Regions from separate parts of the Mus musculus genome. Here region 2 is linked to region 1. The links are chromatin contacts, called in public promoter capture Hi-C maps. All regions are on one chromosome and are shown on one strand. The core of a region is the stretch at or near the end of the contact, and the rest is flanking DNA. Distances in the headings are between cores, read along the strand shown.

Region 1 (3,384 bases), core at 402-2,901:
TGAACCCAAGGCTAGGCAAACACTCCACAAGAAGTCTACACCTCCACCCCCTTTTTTCAGGTTTTTTTTTTGGGGGGGGTCTCAAACTATAGGCTACACTGACATGAAACTAATGGCAAAATTCCTACCTCGGTGAGTGTCGGGTTTGGGGATTTTAATTCCTTGCCTCACTGGTTAGGTAGAGGCTATTCTAAAACTGCAGTGCTCTCAGAACTGACTACAGCTTCACCAGGTCAAATAGGCAGCTTGCCTTCCTTGAACCTGTAATCTTGACTACCTATAAAGGGGAGTGTGTGTGTGTGTGTGTGTGTGTGTGTGTGTGCGCGCGCGCACGCGAGCACTCACACACTCAAGCCTTTGTCCTAACCCCTGCCGTGCTTTCAGAAAGGAAGAAACCCACTGTCACCACTGGCTGAGTTTTGGTAACCAGGGAGAGCTTGTGATTCTCACCACAAGGAACAAGACCCAGGGAAGGTCTGTGGTTTGTGGGAGGTTGTATCTCAGCAACTGCTTGTGACACACAACCCATTACAGTTTATCTGAAAGGAATAAAATAAAATAACATATACGAACACAGGAAGGAGCCTAGTGGTAGCCTGTTCGTACAGTAGCCTGCCTCTCGCCATTCCTCTTTTCCAAGTTAGTCCCCTGCTTGCCAGTCAGATAAAATACAAGTGAAGTAAAAGGTGTCCTTAGACAAAAACCAAAACAGACTGGATTTTTTTTTTTTTTGAAACTGGAATTACAGATGGTTGTTGGCCACCACTTAAGTACTGGCAACCAAACCTAGGCCTTCTGGAAGAGAAGCCAGTGCTCCTAACTACTGAGCTGTCTCTATAGCCTTAGGTAACTCTTTTTTTTTTTTTTTTTTTTTTTTGAGACAAGGTATTGCTTATGTAGCACTGGCTGGCAAGAATTCCCTTTATAGTATAGACTGGCCTTGACTTTATAGAGATCCAAGTAGCTCTTTCTCCAGAGTGTTGGGATTATAAATGTGGGATACCACACACAGCTAGACTAGGCTCTTTCCTTTCCTTCCCCTTCCTCTTCCTCTTCCTCTTCCCCTTCCTTGCTTGCTTCCTTCCTTCCTCCCTTCCTCCCCCTCTCTTTCTTTTCTTCCTTTCTTTCTCTCCTTTTCTGTTTTTTTTGTTTTTTCAAGACAGAATTTCTCTATGTAGCCCTGGCTGTCCTGGAACTCACCCTGTAGACCAGGCTGGCCTCAAACTCAGACATCAACTTGCCTCTGCCTCTGAGATTAAAGGCCTGAGCCACCACCGACTGGCATTTCTTCCGTGTTTTCCTGAACTTGAACTTTAACAGAGAGCTTTGTGCATGCTAAGTAAGCATACTATCCCTGATCTGTCCCTTATCATTGGGGTGATAGTTCAGTTATCAATGGGGTGATATTTCAATGTTCCCCTTATCTGAGTTCCATAGGTGCTTCTAAGTCAAGCATTAATAGGGTTCATGCTGAGTCCAGAGGTTTCCCATCTCTGGAGCTTATTGGTAGAGATTGAGTAGAGTGACTTAGCCGTGTGACATATTGGCTCACATCCAGACTGTTTCAAAAAGGGAGACTAAAATAAAGGGGCTGATTAGAGCTGGGGCCAATGGGGGTTGGGTCATGGCTCCAGAGAATTTCAAAACCTGTTGTGAGAACAGCAAGAATAATCTGTCTTCCAGATAACAGTTTCCCTCTGCCCCAATTCTGCTCAAGGTTCAAAGGCTAAGCCTTTTCCTGGCACACAGGTCTCCAGACAGGCTCTTTCACAAGGTCAAAATGCAATGAAACTCCAGCCTCCCATGCTTTAACTCTGGGTGAGAAGATGTGGGTGAAGGTTTCTCATGGTATTTTTCAAGTATTTGGGATTGGTTGGTTAGTTGGCTGGCTTGAGATGGGGGGTCTTGCTATGTAACCCAGGCTAGCCTTAAGGTCTCTACCCTCCTGCTTCAGCCTCCAGAGTATCAGGATTGCAGTCACCCACCCTAGCTGGCCTAGGCTAATTTTCCATAATGTGATTGAGTTCCTTCCTCCTCAGCCTCCAGATGGCAAATGCAGTACTCTGTCCCTTTATTGATAGCCTCTAGATTCCTTTAAGATTATTTGCTGTCAAAATTTTGTGAACTTGACACAAACCTACACAGAGGGAAGTGGGAACCCCATTGAGGAATTACTTCCATTGGCTTGGGCATGTCTATGGGGCATTTTTCTCAATTGTCAGTTGATGTGGGTGAGCCAAGCCCACTGTGGGCAGCACCATCCCTAGGCAAGTAGGCCAGGCCCATATAGGAAAAGTAGCTGAGCAAGTCAGTAAACAGCATTCCTCCATGGTCTCTGCTCCAGATTCTGCTCCTGGTTCCTACCGTGAGTTACTGCCTTGGCTCCTTCAGTGAAGGACTGCAGTCTGTAAATCAAATAAGTCCACCCCTCCCCTACTTTGGCTTTGGCCAGTGTTTAATCACGGTAATGAAAAGCAAACTAGGACATTCTAGCTCTGCTGTGAGGAATTTTTAGCATTTATACCTTTTTGTACACCTAAGAGAACTATCTATAAGATAATTTTCCTTATTTGTTTTAAACTCGTTTATGTAAGGGTATGCTTGTATATATGTATTGACACACAAGGCCGGAGGACCACCGTTTTTGAGACAGAGTATCTCTATACAGCCCGGCTGTCCTAGAACTCTCTATGTAAATCCACCTGCCTCAGCTATGATTAAAGGCATGAACTCCCCAGGCTCAGCTATAAGAGCACCTTTGAGAGTTGACCTTCAAATCAAGGTCATAAGCCTGTAGCAAGCACCTTTACCCATGAGCCATGGGTTTGCCAGCCCCTGGTTGGTTTGTGGTTGTTATGTCTTTGAGACAGAATCTTGCTATTTGGTAAATGCTAGCCTCAATCTTTCAGACCCCCTCCCCTGCCCCGCCTTGTCTCCTAAATGAGAGGAGAATGTAGGCACGAAGCCATACCTAGTTTCTTATAAAACTTTTCGACCTTTTAGAAAATTCCCCACTGGAGCCAGGGTTCTCAATGTCATAGAAAGCAAATGGAGAAAATAAGGATGGGCTTCAGAAAGTTAGTTAGAGAAAGGTGTCACAAGTGGGGGTCTCGGTGGGCCTCCCTCCCTCCTTCCTTTTTTTCCCCTCTATAAACCTGGAGTCCCCAGCTTACCCCAGCGCTCTACCCAGCAGTGGAGTTTCAAGCTGACCCCTCAAATGAGCTTGGGAGCTGTGCTGTACCAAGCTGCAGGATTGTAGGTCTGCCTGCAAGCTTAGTGCTTGATGCTGACCCAGGAACATCCTGAGTTAAAGGCCTTCTGAGTGCAGAGCGAGTTGCAGATCACCCTCTGGCCTACATAGTGATAGCTTCTCTCAAAAACAGC
Region 2 (3,331 bases), core at 706-3,205, 510 kb after region 1:
GTGTTATATTGAAGGTCATCGGGTAATTAATCTGGCCAATGAGATGTTTGGTTACAATGGCTGGGCACACTCCATCACCCAGCAAAATGTGGGTATGTTTCTGTGTGTGCTGCCTGCCTCACACTCCTTACTGCATAACTCCTCCACTTGTGCTCAAGAGGGTCCAGTGAGTTAGGACACAGGGCAGGTGGGTTTGTTTGACAGCTGAGGAACATGGATGGGGTGCAGGGGTCAGTATCTCTCCAACTACTTTCCTTTCCCATTCCTAGATTTTGTTGACCTCAACAATGGCAAGTTCTACGTGGGAGTCTGTGCATTTGTAAAGGTGCAGTTAAAGGTGAGGGGCTGGGGTGCCACAACTTCCTGGGAGGACCAAGTAGGCAGTGGGAGGGAGTCTAGAGTGGAGACCAGGGATCTGACTCAGCCAGGGTGCCTAGAAAGGCAGTATTCAAACATCCTTGCTCATCTGCCCCTCATCTGTAGAAAGGATGGATCTTAGTTTAGATTGATGTGTGTGTGTCTATAACTTGACAATTGAAAATCTATAATGTAACAGATATTTACGTTATAGTTCATAACATTAGTAAAATTATGGTGATGAAGTAGCAAGAAAAACTACTTTATGTTTGGCGTGCGTGTGTGTGTCATACAACATGAGGAACTGTGTTAAAGTGTCGTAGCATAGAAGGGTAAGAAGCCCGCAGTTAGCTGTCTAGGCCTCTGAGTGTCTGCAGCACAGTCTTCCTCCTTCTGCCTCTTACATCCGAGACGACAGGCTCGAGTGTGCTACTCAAGGCCCGCTAGCTTTTTGTATTGAATCTTATAGAGAGCTGTAGTCTTCTTGCCTCCAACCTTGAGTCCCAGGATTATAGGGCTTGCTCTGCCATGTCTGGCTAAGCTGTACTTTTATCACGGAAGGGTCACACTGTTTCTGTGGCTTGTCTTAGGTCATATTTCCTGTTGCTGTTGTCCTACTGTATTTATGCTTGAAAATTCCATTTATAGCCCCATAGCACTTCCACACCTCTGTGTGTGCACATGTATGAGTGTGTGTAAAAACAATTTTTTTTTTTAGTTTAATTTCTATTGACCTTAAAGCTTTAGATAATAAAGATTTGGCACTGAGCACAGGCGTCTTTCCAGGCAGCTCCAAGACAGCACTTCTCAAATTTGATATCTTAAACTGTGTGCTGTGTGCTCTTCAGCAGTGTCCTGCTTCCACCGTGCAGGGTGGCTTGTTTATTTTCTTTCTTTCTTTTGAGTGCTGTTGGTCAGAGAAGAGGCTGGGCAGCCAAGGGCAGAGCTACAGCTTTCTACTCCTTTTCTACTTCAGGATGGTTCCTATCATGAGGACGTGGGCTATGGAGTTAGTGAGGGCCTCCGTTCAAAGGCCTTGTCACTGGAGAAGGCCAGGAAGGAGGCTGTGACTGATGGGCTGAAGCGAGCACTCAGGTGAGGAGGGAGCACCATCTCATTTCAGCTCTCATTTCTAAGGAAGTGGCACATTCACGTGGGTCAGAAATCTAAATAGCATGGAAAAGATGTCTCAGGTCATCCTGATCTCATGTTTCCCTGCTCTCTGAGGGACGTGGTTTTGGTTTCTCCCTTCCCTCCCAGGAAGGGCTCAGAGCTTTTCAGGAGCCAAGTCACCAATCAGTTCTTAGAACAGTTGGCTGAATATAGCAACTCAGAGGTTTAGGTTGGCTCAGCTTTGAGAGGGCTTAGTCCAGTATTGACTAGCATGCATCGTGGTGGAGAGGCAAAAATAAGAACAAACAGAAGAGACCAGTGGTCCATAGTCGCAGAGGACAGATGCCCAGTAACCTAACCCTTCCACTAACCTGGAGCTCCTAAAGACGCCATCAGTTCCATACTGCTCACTAGAGATGATGCCCTGTGAGATTGTGTGCCATGTCACTGCTCTGTCCTCAGAGCTAGTAGAGTGCAGGGACATTACCCAATGAATGAAGGTTAGGGTCCGTTTCCTCTCTTGTGTTTGCAGCCCTGTGGTGTTGTGACAGCCAGTCTGATGTTGTAACTGAACTTTCGCTTCTTTGTCACCATAGGAGTTTTGGGAATGCACTTGGAAACTGTATTCTGGACAAAGACTATCTGAGGTCACTAAATAAGCTTCCACGACAGGTATGTTGCACTGAGGAGCTGGCTGTCACAGCGTGAGGTTCTCCAGTGTATCCTTGCTGTACTAGCTAAAAGGAGAAGTGAGGACTCAGTGTTTGGCAGCATCTGTACTGATGATTTTGGACTTAGAAGGTTAATGCTAGCAGATGTGTCCTGGCCAGGCTTTCCATTGCATCTCATGGACAGAGAGCTGTGGCTTGGTCTCAGAACCAGTGCAGAGCCTCTGCCATTGCTGTTTGCCATACGTGTTCAGACCAGCCATCTTTCTTCCCTTAGCTCTGGCGGCTTGGAAGTGCACACCTCCATTCTGACACTGCCTACCTACCTATGGGGTCTTAGCGCTGTCCTCTGGAGTGTGGTGTGCAGTAGGTGCTGCTAGAGTCACAGTTAATTGAGAGGGAGAGCTGGTATCTACCTGATAGAATAAATCATTGCCTTCTCTGTCTCCTTGGGCTTTTCACACCTACCCCATTCTCCTATTATGGAATCCAGTTGGCCTCTGCTCCTCTTTTCCTCTCGTGTGTGTGCATGACAGTCTCCTGGGGACCACACTGTGCTTGTCTGTCCACCTGTTGGCTGCTGTTGTCACTACTGTGGACATGGATGTGTAAATTTCCTTAGAAGCTCAGCCTTCAGTGTCATGAAAGATACACACCAGTGTGAGTGCTGGATCATGTGTCTCCTGTGTTGTTTCTTTTGAGAAATCTGCATACTGATATTCACAGTAGTTCCCACTGTACAGTCTGTTCTCTTTATGGCTTTGGATTGTGTTTCAAAAGCTTGCTGGCTATTTTGGAATTCCTCCCTCCCTCCCTCCCTCCCTCCCTCCCTCCCTCCCTCCCTCTCTCTCTCTCTCTTTCTTTCTTTCTTTCTTTCTTTCTTTCTTTCTTTCTTTCTTTCTTTCTTTCTTTCTGAGATTGAATTCCTGTGCCATTTTTAATAGGCTATCTGGTATTTTTGCTGTTAAATTACAGTAGTACTTTATTCTGGACATTAAAATCCTTTATCTGTTAATAAGACATACAAATATTTTCCTCCATTCCATGGATGTCTTAAGGTTATTTTTATTTCATTATATTTAATTTTTTTTTTTTTTTTTCAAGACAGAGTTTCTCTGGCTGTCCTGGAACTGACTCTGTAGACCAGGCTGACTCTGTAGACCAGGCTGGCTTTGAGGTCCATTCGCCTGCTT

The links. Capture Hi-C pulls out chosen DNA fragments and counts their contacts.
Region 2: a contact with region 1 is called in a promoter capture Hi-C map of liver. The contact joins two enhancer-like sites. A contact is called at or near these places in 2 of 115 datasets of contacts at active chromatin or transcription factors (memory CD8 T cells and microglia) and 1 of 9 other capture datasets (liver).

Annotation. Positions count from the first base shown.
Region 1 is chr6:119,408,365-119,411,748 of GRCm38.p6, forward strand. It overlaps a transcript of Adipor2 not described here. Among named protein-coding and RNA genes, the nearest start is that of Adipor2, 21 kb to the left of the region's middle. Within about 2 kb of position 1,652, at least 21 of the 459 cell types and tissues checked have an H3K27ac peak or open chromatin away from gene starts, as enhancers often do. A contact at or near this core is called in liver, where this site is marked.
Region 2 is chr6:119,913,901-119,917,231 of GRCm38.p6, forward strand. It overlaps Rad52 (RAD52 homolog, DNA repair protein), which reads left to right. Exons shown (of 12, transcript NM_001166381.1): 4 at 1-92; 5 at 270-337; 6 at 1,334-1,452; 7 at 2,067-2,142. Among named protein-coding and RNA genes, the nearest start is that of Rad52, 13 kb to the left of the region's middle. Within about 2 kb of position 1,956, at least 24 of the 459 cell types and tissues checked have an H3K27ac peak or open chromatin away from gene starts, as enhancers often do. A contact at or near this core is called in liver, where this site is marked.